Linked DNA regions of Sus scrofa: all the other regions are linked to region 2. A link is a contact called in public Hi-C data. All regions are on one chromosome and are shown on one strand. The core of a region is the stretch at or near the end of the contact, and the rest is flanking DNA. Distances in the headings are between cores, read along the strand shown.

Region 1 (3,708 bases), core at 319-2,818, 150 kb after region 2:
AACCCGCTGAGCGGGGCCAGGGATAGAACCCGAAACCTCATGGTTCTCGGTCAGATTCATTAACCACTGAGCCACAACGGGAACTCTTCACTCAGATATTCTATATTCACAAAATTCTGGGTATAATTGGCAAATTGCAGCTTCATTCCTTTTCTCCTCATTAATAAATATTTATTGGTGGTAGATCAGAAGCCTATGATTAAGAAAAAGCTAAAAGTAAAATAGAATTCCATCAACTCCATTCTTAATAGAGAAATCCTTTTATGGAAGGGCTCTTCCGATTCGTTGAACCATGTCTGTAGTATTAGAGGGAGAAGACAGGGCTCCCCATTGACATTTCCCTCGAAAGTCCCAACGTTGTAGGACAAATTTGTGCAGAAACAGCAATTGGTAGGGAAGGTACCTCGACTCCTGCGGCAGCTAAAACCCATCTCACGGATTCCATCCGGCCTCGTCCATTGGGATAGTGGAGCTTGGGCTTCGTAGCCATCATGGCTTTTCAGCTTTTCTGAAAAACAAACCCAGCAGCTCCTCGCAAAAGAACTGCCTCAATTTCGTGTCCTCATCCCAGTCCTCAGACGCTAAATGAATATTCAAGATTTGGGCACAAGAAATTGTTTTTTTGGATTTCTGTGGTTTGGAAGGGAAGGGGTTTTATTTATATCCCCCCCCCCCACCACCACTGCGTTTTCCCTCACTCAACAATAACATACCACCATTTTAAAACCTTAAATAAGCCCACACACTTGGCTTTCATATCATTTCTATTTATGATTTCACACTCTGGATCGTGGGAAGCTGAGGCCAGTTGCTGGAAAGACATCTGTACTAGCAACACGGGACTTCGCAGATTAGGAACATCATATACTTTGACCTTGAAAATCTGAGATTTCACAAATTCGGCCCGGACAGGCCAGACCCCAGGCCGCGGAGAAGAAACATACCCATGGAACAGCTGCAAGAATTCGCGTCCACACGCATTCAGATTTGAGCCTCACAGCAACAGGGAGGTGGATGGACCAAAGATTACTATTGTTTGCACGGCCTGCGTCTGCGGGCAAAGCGGCCCTAGGTCGCGCAAGCCCCGCCTGCTCCCGGCGAGGACACGAGCCCCCAGCCCCCGCTGCGACCAAACCACCGCTGGGCCGCGGAGCCAGGCCCCAGCACTTCGCGTGGCTGCTCAGCCCGCGTGGCCTGGCTCGGGGACCATCCGAGCCTGCCTCCCCTTACAGGGCTGCGAACTCCACAGAGAGTGTTAAAAATCATTCCACATCGAGCCGAGCAAGACCCCCACCCCGGCCCGGGGGCCCCACCGACCCGGATGGTGCGGGGGCGCAAAGGACCTAGGAGAGAAAGACGAGAGAAGGATGGGCGCAGGGTACTTAGGGTATGGAGGGAGAGTCAGAGGCTCAGAGCCAGGAGAAAAACAGTTAAGAGGGGAAAGGGCAGGTGGGGGCAGCAAGAGAAAGACAGACCTGGGTCCACTCCGAGCGCCCGGAACCGAACAAAACGCCCCCGCTAGCTGTCTGCAGCTGGGGAACCCGCGGGCTGCCGGAGATGCTCGAGGTGGGCGAGGCTCCGGAGGATTTCGCCAATAGAGACGGCAGTATTTAGCATGCTCCACCCATTCTGCAAGGCATGCTGGATAATACAAAAGTAACCCCAATTCACGTCATTTAAACCCAAATTTTAGCGATCTGAGGGATTAATTGACCTTTTAAGTGTTAGTTAGATTTAGTTTGAAAGGCATGTTAGCGATTTAGTGCAATAAATAACTCGGCCTATGCAGAAAGACACAAATTTCCTCAGGTTTATATACCGCGCGGCCTTCCTCAGGCCTCGGATGTGAGGGCGATCTGGCTGCGACATCTGTCACCCCATTGATCGCCAGGGTTGATTCGGCTGATCTGGCTGGCTAGGCGGGTGTCCCCTTCCTCCCTCACCGCTCCATGTGCGTCCCTCCCGAAGCTGCGCGCTCGGTCGAAGAGGACGACCATCCCCGATAGAGGAGGACCGTTCTTCGGTCAAGGGTATACGAGTAGCTGCGCTCCCCTGCTAGAACCTCCAAACAAGCTCTCAAGGTCCATTTGTAGGAGAACGTAGGGTAGTCAAGCTTCCAAGACTCCAGACACATCCAAATGAGGCGCTGCATGTGGCAGTCTGCCTTTCTTTTGACATTATTCCTTTCTTTTACTTATTCTTTTGACATTATTCTTTTCTTTTTCTTACACACTGCAAGAGCAGGTATCTTGACTAAATTTTCAAAAGGCATTAAGTACACGTATTAAACGTAGAACTTAATTTCTCTCATTTTGTGTATTGCTTTCTCCTTCCCCTCCTTTATTCCTTGACACGGTGAATAGAGATGTTTCTTCATTTTGCATGCGAGCCAGAAAAGTCACTTTCGAATACAAATAATATATATATTCAATTTCGTCTTCCTCATTCTGATCTAACACAGTTTAACATGGAGAGGGAGCCATATCTAAACCTGCTCAAGGTGATCATTCCTTACTAATTTTTTCCACTCTCATTGAACTAAGTAGAACAAACATTATTATTCACCTTTGCTGATAAGCCATTTATCTCCATTTCCTTATTTCTAGTTGCTTGAGCCATATCATATTGCTATTTTACTATTTTTCCCCTAACGTACAGAATCGCTCACTTCACACGTCCAGACTAATAAATTAGGGATCACATCCTAGCAATCTTGTTTACCTGAAAGAAAACCTAAAGGAGTGTCATAAGACTCTGTCTTTACACAGGCTTGTGGAGATATAAAAAGTCCTGTTATAATAATTCTGCCATTCTATGGCAGGTATCCTAATGTCATCGTGTTCCTTGGAAGCCTTGAAATCATTCTATTCTTGGAGACTCTCAGTTGCTCTCAACCTGGGACAGTCCCACTCAAGACGTCTTTCTATCTACCTGATATATATGTTCAGAGGCCCCGGGCACTTGTCTCGGCCTTTGACCCTTCCCCACCCACTCAGTAGTAAATCGAATCGCCTGGACAAAAATCAAGACCTTTAGATCACAGTTTAAGAGGTGCTTTTATAAGTAAATACTCCGGGAAGATGGAAGCAACAGCCACAGCTAGGATTGAATGTATTGGACCCTATTCGAACAGCAGGTTTTGGTGGCTGAGAGCTTGACTCTGTGGGGCATCTGATCAGATGGTAGTGGGGGAACATATGCCAAAATCTTAGGGCAAAGGGAATAATTATATAGTCGGGGGTGGGGGCAGTGAAGGTGTTCTAACCAGGAAGGGCAAATCTACAGATTCACTAACAAAGATTCATCTGTAAATCATGTTCCTCAAAATTCTTTCAAGGAGTCTAAGAATGTTTGGGAAATCAGTTTCCTGTGGAATCTTGAATAGAATTCATGAAGTTATGAGCTTCTTTTGAAGCATTGTTTTGTACATGCGTTTACTATGAAAGCTAGAAAAATACAAGTGAGATATTAATCATAATGAAATCAAAAAGATTGTTTTCATCTGCTTTTTTAAAAACATTTTTTATATTAATTTTTTTTATTATCTATTTTGCTTAAAGCTAATTTTAAAAGGCCTCTGCATTGCAAGATAACCCTTCCTACTGCTTGTCTACGTATATGCTTCCAATTTCCCGGCAGTAACACTATATTGAGCGTTAAGAAGTTTTAAATCATCCAAATTCCAAATTAGGACATAGCAATGTTATC
Region 2 (3,787 bases), core at 52-2,551:
GCTGTAGACAAGGACAGCCTTCAGGATGAATCTATAGATACACAGGACCTGATTGACAACAGCTGGACTATCAAAACAAGCCTGTGGCTAAGAAGTGGGTGGAAATTTTTGGAGAAATGGAAGCACATTCCTACAAATCTAAAAATTGCTGTTGCTAGTCAGTAAAATGCTAAGTATTCTAGTAAAGTCTGTCAGTGGGTCAGGCTTTCAACCTTATCCTCCCTTTTGCAAAAGCCTAGAGGGGCTGAGAAGGAGAGCTGGGAGCACTCAGCCAAACTCCAGGGTATCACTTCCTTCATCCACATTCCAGCACCTGCCATCAACTCTTCCTTGACTTTCCTGGAACCTGGTTAACTTCCTAGGCCTACCTTATGCTTCTCCTAAGTTAGATACAGTCACGTTCCTTCCCTGAAGCATTTTTAAGCAGAAGGAGTAGATTCAGCAAAGTTCACAAGATTTACTGTATATTCTTAGGTTTCCTTTTAAAAGAAATTCTATTATTCCTAGCCCGAAGCACCCCTAGAGCAACTTGATGACTCCTAGATGACAGCCTGTTATGTAAGGGAGAGGGTTGGAGTTACTGGATTGTGGCCTAGAAGGCAAAACTGGAGTGAAATGAGAAGTTGTATTTAGAAGGCACGATGCCAGATCAATCTAAAGCTCATTCCTGGGGATAGATTATCCTGAAACTAGACATGATTTCAAGTGCCTTACACTTCTGGCATGGTGTACCTTTCCCTTCTGGTATTTAGGCCCAGCAAATCCTGGGTTTGAAGTATAAGACCGGTTTCCTGGTTTCCCCTCCGCATCTAGATGACCTCGTAAATGGGCGGTGTAAGGAAGGTTGCTCGGGTTTCGAAACTGGACAGCCTGGGTTCTAACACTCGCACCTCTCTTAGGAGCTGAGCCTGAGGACAACGAAATCCTTTCACCTTTCTGAACCTTAGCTCCCACCGTTGAAAATGAGGACAATCTACAGGAGAGTATATAAAAGGCCTAGGCTGCTGGAGAAATCCCACAAATGCCCCTTGAATGATGAAGGAACTTCTTCATGGTTAAAAATCTTTCGCCTTCTGGAATTCTTGGTACACCCAGACCCACTCCTTGCGAGTGCTTGTCAGTCCCGCCCCGTCCGACAGAAAGCAGCAGATCCTGGCACCAGGGCGGAAAGCCAGGCCGCAGGAGCGAGTGACCGAGGGTGGCCGCGGCCTAGGATGCTATTGCCAGAGAGGGCTGCAGATGGTACAAGGAGAACCATCCTACACAAACCCGAGCTGCGGAATGGTGGGGGGGGAGGCGCATGCGCACAGGGGGGGCGGGGCCGCCCGGAATCAGCGGCCCCGCCCAGTGCCGGAGAGTAGTGCCCAGAGTCGGAAGGCGCAGGCTTTTGAGGTCAGCTTCCTGACTGCAGGTACGAAGTTTTCCCGCAGCTGGCTCCCGACTTTTCTCTTTTCAGCCGCGGGGAGAGCTTGGGGCTGCAGGTGAGCTGTACGTCTCGCAACTTATACCTTCCTGCCCGTAATTTAATGCAAAGGCGCAGAAATAGATAACAATGCGAAGAACCTTGGGAGGATTTTGCAGGGGGTGGGGTCAGCTCTCCCGGGTATCGCTTCTCTTCTGCCTGGGAATTCTCCGAATTTCTTCCTTCCACGGCCCTGAATCTCCCATTTGTCCTCCCTGGACACTTGTCCTCCCTGGAGTTCCTGGAGCTACGGAGAGGTGGGGAAGGGGGTGGAGATCTTGGACCATCACAGAAATGCTTGGCGAGGTTTTAAAACCTTTCCTGCACCAACCAGACTGCACTCGAAAATGTCTTTCGAGCCCCAAGGAGTTAAAAGGTAGGTAATTATTGATCCTCAGCATGTGAAAATGCTTTTTATATAATGACTTGCGGGAAATCTCTTAGTGGGTTCGTCAAATTTTGCAGGGCTAGGGGCAAGGCAGGGCCGTGTCACCTGGTTTTGTACGTTGTGCAGTAAATTATTTTGCCGCATTGCACCCAGGATGCTTTCTGGCTCTTCCGAGTGCTGGGCAACCGATGACACTGAGAGCACGTGATGCGTTGGGCATATTGTCCCCACCCCTATCCCTCCCAGGCTAACGCAAGCCTCTGGTTTTACTGTGTGGTCCTAAGCAGGTTATACGGTCCTGCTACGGAAAAGGAGCGCCAGGGCGGATTGCTTTTTATGTGAATTTTCGCTGTGAGCACGGAAACTTCTTACAAGGATTGAGAATAGATTATTTTGTCTTTGTAGAGCAACACTCAGTTCATTGAGGAGATAAAGGGCTTTTTTTCCTGGCAGTGGAGCTACACGGAGGGTGGCTCAGTTACAGAATGTCTTCAGGCCAAAGTTATTGCTTTGGTTCCCTAGCTCATTCACTCATTTATTCAGCATTTGCCTTGTGCACGCATTGGGCTTGGCGCTGTGGGAGAGGAAGATGAGTTGAACCTGAGCTTAGTCCTCAAGAAGTTTGACTGGCCCAGGGCAGAGATGAGTTCAACAGAAGTAACTCTACACTAAGTAGAGGGATGGGGCCTCAAAAGAGGATCAGAGGAAGAACTGCGAAGCTCAGAGGAGGGTGAAGAACTGGCCTTTAACACCAGATGATTGGATTAAGGAGAAAATTAGGTCCCTAAATTACTTCTGGGACTAGTAGCCGCTAGTAGTCACCTGTGGTCAGCACAGCTTCTCCTAGGTCTTAGAGAATCCTGGGAAGATTTCAGTGGAACTTCTGAGAACTTCCCACCCCTGGATGTTTCAGCTACTGCTGCGAGTTACATTGGCTGTCACGGTCACTCAGTTAACCTCGTGCGTGCCAGGACTGCGTTTGTCTTTTAATGGTTTACCATGAACTAAGCGTGGATGTCTCTGCCACCAAGGGAGAGCTGTCTCACAGCAAAGCCAGGGCAAAGCACATGTTGAAAGGGGATCTTTGGTTCAGTCAATAAGCAAACGTCCATGTTATCCCTTTCCTGTTCTTTGGTGTGAGGAGGAGGGGGCACAAAGATCTGTACAAATATGAAAGAATTATCAGGCGAAGCTGCTGAAGTCAAGGAATTCGAGGGAAGAAGAGCAGGTGTTCCAGACCAGGTGGACGGTGCAGGCTGGAGCGGTTAAGGAGGTTGGGGGACGGGGGGCGTCTGAGATGGGGCACAGGTGCAAAGGGAGCTGGGATTGGAGGTGAGGGAGGGGGGACCTTCCAGGCACGGAAGTGCACAGTGGAGATGGAGGGGTCACAGCCAGGGCAAAAGTCCTTCTGGGGAAGTAGAAAGGAGTAAACAGCTGAGGGCACAGCAGGTCTTCACCAGGAGAGGAGATGCCGCCTCAAATGGTGCTTGAGAGTGATGAGGACTGGGGTAGCGCTGGGTGGTGGGATGGGTGAAGATCTAGGTGCCCTCTTCTTAGTAGACTGGAGAGATTAATTTCTGTAATTCTGTGGAACACGTATCATTTTTATACACACATGCTCCCCCAAAGTCTTCTTGTTGTGTAAAATGCATCCCTTCCCTCTTGCTATATAGAGTTAAACCTTGCCAATGGACCTGATTGGTTTTGGTTATGCAGCCCTGGTGACGTTCGGAAGCATTTTGGGCTATAAGCGGAGAGGTAAGCCCCAACCAGATTTTTCATCCAAGGGACCTAGTGGGAGGTCGATGTTTGTGTCAGGATCATCTAAGGGTCTATAGGTAGGACAAGAAGCTAATGAAGTCCTTAGGCAGTGGAGAACCAGCACATGGTAGGGATTTGTGGAAAGAGGGGCTTCTCTCTGGAGCTGGGTGGATGTT
Region 3 (3,828 bases), core at 1,256-3,755, 180 kb before region 2:
AGTAGAAAAACACAAAGACACTTTGTCCACATTTGCATTAGGAGTTGCTCAGGGCACCAGCGGCCTCAGCTCATCCTCAGCTGTTTATTAAGAAGTGAAAAACGAGGTGTATATACTCTCATCACATAAACACTTGACTCTGTACCCGAGGAAAGGGTGGTACTCAGAACCGGTCAGATCCAGCCGGGTGGACCAGGCTGTCCATGTGTGGCTGAGGCGCAGGGGGATCTTCCTCGCCTCATAAACATGACCCTCTGGGTGACGGTGTCGCCTCACACAGATGTCATGCCCAGACACTGACATATTAATGCCCCATTGTGGTGAGGATGTTTTTCCAACAGATATTCCTAAATGATGGACTGCTACGATGATGCTCCAGGGTTCACTGGTGTGCCACCAGGGTCAGGAGAATGACAGCAACAGAGGAGGTGGCTAACATTCCTTCTGGGCAGACTGTCCTGCCCCAGTGGCTGGGCACTGAAAGGGACAGAGGGCCTGTGGGGAAGACCACTAGCTGGGAGAGTTATTGCACAACCCGGAAGAGCGAGGACAAGGTGGGCAACGGGCAGGGGAGCTGCTGCTCATACAAGGAGACACTGCGCAGGGGTGGGAGGGGCACTCTGCAACAGCCAGCAGCACCCACATCAAATGGGCACCTGGGAGGAACACTGGTGACCGGGAAGCAAAAATAGACACCTTATCGCCTAGACTTTGGGTTGAATGGGAAGCGAGAGAGAGACCCCAAGAGACGACAGCAAGGGTACCTTTTTTAAATGTGGGGGGAGGTGGAAGAGCATGGCAGGCCTGGTGCCCCTGGAAGCTCTGGACTTCCTCAATAGGCAGGTGCCTGGGGGCCGTGGGAGGAAGTTCACAGGCCTGCAGCCACCCCACAAGGGAGAAACTGGAAACAACCTGATCCTGACACAGTGAGGGGCGGGTAGGATGGTGTGAGGCTGAGTGGAAACGAGGGAAACTCACAGTCTGTGTCCCTCTCATGTGTAACTGCCGGGGGCCGGCCACACAGTGCACGTGGCGGCCATGAGACTAGGGCAAGGAAGGCACTTCAGACACAAAAAGGCTCCAGATCAGCTCGGAGCTGAAGGAGGCCACGCAGAGTGTGACCACCCTAGAGAGAGCTTGGGTGGGGTGGGGAGGCGGCTGGGGCACCAGGTCATCCTCAGCCTTTGGAGGAGTCACTATTCACACAAGAACTAGGCTAGAAGAGGACAAGTCAGCGGCTACTTCTGTGCAGGGAGAGACGCGATTCAGGTTCCAGGTCATCTGTCAACAACCTGATTCTCCTCCGGTCGGGGAGGAGCAGGGCCGTGAGCTGGGAGGGCAGCAGAGGGAGGCGGCCCACTCAGGGTCCTGACTCGGGAGCCTGCAGCACACCCTCCACTGGAGACAGAGGCTCTGACGATCAGGAACCCAGGTTCTTCAAGGGGGATTATGTCCAACTCTCTGTCCTCCTCAGCCCTCAGGGGAGGCCGAAGCCCAGGAAGGGACCCAAAGGGGTGGGCGGGCAGTGAACCACTGTGAATTTTAAAAGGCACCCAGGGCACAGGCTTTTCTGTTGTGAAGCTGGGCTGGGCGCGCACTTTCTGCCCCCACCTCTAACTCGGCAGCACCGAGGAGGGAGGTCCCACCACAAACCCGGCTGCCCGCGTCCAGGGCCACCCAGCTCGAGGGGAGGAGCATCTGCGGGAGCGGCCAGAGCACAGGTGTCTGTTCCGGCTTCTGCCATGTGGGTGGCTCTGCCTCAGGACAGAAAAGGAAAAGGTCTTCGGCAACAGCGCGGGTCTGGTGGCACAGACGTGGCAGGGCTTGAACTGACGAGAACAGGAGGGAGCAGCTGGCCGCTGGCCGGGCCCGGAGCAGGGACACACGGAACTTGTGAACAGCGGAGCCATCAGAGCCTGGAGGTGAAGTAACGTCCCTCCAAGGAGGGGCACTGGCAGCCGAGGTCACCCAACCCCCCACAGCTTCACTCTCCCACGTGCCTGGCACCCCCGCCCACCAGCCAGCGATGCCCCTAACGGTGACACCAGGAGGCCCGGGCTGCTGAGGTAGATTAGCATCTGCTCTCCTCCCGGGGATGGTGCTGAGAAGCCTCGCAAACCCGCGGGCGTCTGGCAAGGCCTTCACAGAGGGTTTAGGGCAGAAAAAAACAGCCAGACTGGCCCAATCAGGACAAGCCAGCCCATCAAGCTCTGGGGATGAAGTGGAATTATTTTGGCCCCCGGCAACACACTTCAAGCCAACCTGCCAAAGGCTTGGCTCTGCTCTGAAATGAACGTGCCAGGCCTGCCTGGGCGGATGGGGCACCTAGTTACCCTCCCCTCAACTCCCTCCAGAACCACTCTAGGTCTCAGGGGATTCACACAGCAGGGAAGGTTTTCCCAACACTCATCAGGGAACCAACCCTGGCTCTTAGGAAGCACAGGGCGTTGGCCTGGCCCCGGGCTGGTAGTACTGCAGGAAGGCACACTATACCGGGAGCCAGCATGGGTTCGCTGGCAGCAGTCACCTTCCAGTGAATGTGAGAAGGGACACTGCTTGATGGCAGGACCTTGGCTGTGGCCCACCTCCCCAGCCCACAGCGAGGAGGCCAGGTAGGCACTGAAGACAGGGCTCCCCACTGGGGTGGAGAGTGGGGGCAGCCTCTTGCAGGGAACAGGAGCAGGGCCAAGGCCACAGCCCCAAAAGGACTGGGCTGGGTGCGAGGCTGCACCATGTCTCTGGGGCACCCTAGGACCAGAGGTTCGCTTCAGCCATGAGCGGGGAGGGGGGAACCGACTGACTGGCGGACAGATCGCAGATTGGGTCTGCTGGGTTGGTACAAGCTGCCCATTCACCAGGGTTCTGCTTTGTGGCCCAGATGAGGGTCAGGGAGGGAGAGAGAAGCCTGGGGGGAATCTGCTCTTACTCTCCTAAGAGTAACGAGAAGCTCTTCCCACGCCCGTGGCCCTATACCCCAAAGAGCTAGACGAGGGTCTGCTGTGGTGTCGGGAAACAACCCCCAGGCGCTGGCCGATTAAAACTTCTGGGCAAGTGACGAGAAGGGAGCTGCCTTGACGAAAAGACCCAGTTCCCGCCTTCTAGGTACTCATCCCAGCTGTGGTTACTAATGTGATGTCAGGAAGAGGACCAGCGCGGCAGACACTCCTACTGCCCCCGTGCCCATGGGATCCAGCCAGCACAGTTTGCAAGCCTCCTTACCAACAGCCTCCCTCCCTGCAGGCGTCCTCAAGGCACCATGAGGCCTTGTCGTTGTTGGGGGGGGGGGGAAAGAACGCGTGCGGGGAGAGGGCAAAAAGATGCACAGCGACATGGTTGTATCTGCCCATCTGACAAGCAGAGCAATTCTGACTGAGCCTGCTTGCAAACTGTCTAAAACGCTGTTGAGTGTGCTCAGCAAACAGCAGTAGACGACGATGACAATTCCAAAGGACACTCAACACTGAGGCCAGAGGGAACAGGGCCCAGGTGACCCGCCCCAAGGGCCAGCAGGAGCTTAGTGTTCCTGCAGCCCGACGGTGGAGGCAGGTGCAGGGCCGACCCCCGACAGGGCTGGCCGGCCTGGGGTTTAGGAGCAGCATGTGCCCAGCTGGTTCTGTAACTGCTGTTTGGTTTGGTTTTGAATGCTGGTGAATGGTGGGAAGGGCGAGGCAGCAGGACCTGCCCGACAAAGGCCTGGGTCGACGCCTCCATCGCTTCCGCCGTGTTACCTTTCAGGACGAGCCCGCCGCTCCTGTCACTTTGCTCTTGCTGCAAAGTGGGAAGATGTCCTCCTCCAGCTCGTCCCTGACTGAGAGAGAGCAAGTTGGT

The links. Hi-C and Micro-C count contacts between places; a contact is called where the count stands out from the background.
Region 1: a Hi-C map of embryonic fibroblasts shows a contact between it and region 2, with 2.0 times the contacts expected there. The contact joins the promoter of GSTA4 here to the promoter of TMEM14A in region 2. A contact is called at or near these places in 13 of 47 Hi-C or Micro-C datasets (adipose tissue, alveolar macrophages, embryonic fibroblasts and 7 more) and 2 of 2 datasets of contacts at active chromatin or transcription factors (alveolar macrophages and skeletal muscle).
Region 3: a contact with region 2 is called in a Hi-C map of epiblast stem cells, with 1.6 times the contacts expected there. The contact joins the promoter of LOC110261743 here to the promoter of TMEM14A in region 2. A contact is called at or near these places in 3 of 47 Hi-C or Micro-C datasets (embryonic fibroblasts and epiblast stem cells) and 2 of 2 datasets of contacts at active chromatin or transcription factors (alveolar macrophages and skeletal muscle).

The regions. Positions count from the first base shown.
Region 1 is chr7:46,654,923-46,658,630 of Sscrofa11.1, forward strand. GSTA4 (glutathione S-transferase alpha 4) reads right to left here and starts at 1,569. Exons shown (of 7, transcript NM_001243379.1): 1 at 1,476-1,569; 2 at 404-508. The coding sequence starts at 493.
Region 2 is chr7:46,508,423-46,512,209 of Sscrofa11.1, forward strand. TMEM14A (transmembrane protein 14A) reads left to right here and starts at 1,302. Exons shown (of 5, transcript XM_005666469.3): 1 at 1,302-1,411; 2 at 3,524-3,608. The coding sequence starts at 3,539.
Region 3 is chr7:46,323,335-46,327,162 of Sscrofa11.1, forward strand. It overlaps LOC110261743, which reads right to left and starts at 2,506. Exons shown (of 2, transcript XM_021100042.1): 1 at 2,423-2,506; 2 at 1-2,325. The coding sequence starts at 2,506. The coding sequence ends at 1,543. It overlaps TRAM2 (translocating chain-associated membrane protein 2), which reads right to left. Exons shown (of 11, transcript XM_021098825.1): 11 at 1-3,828.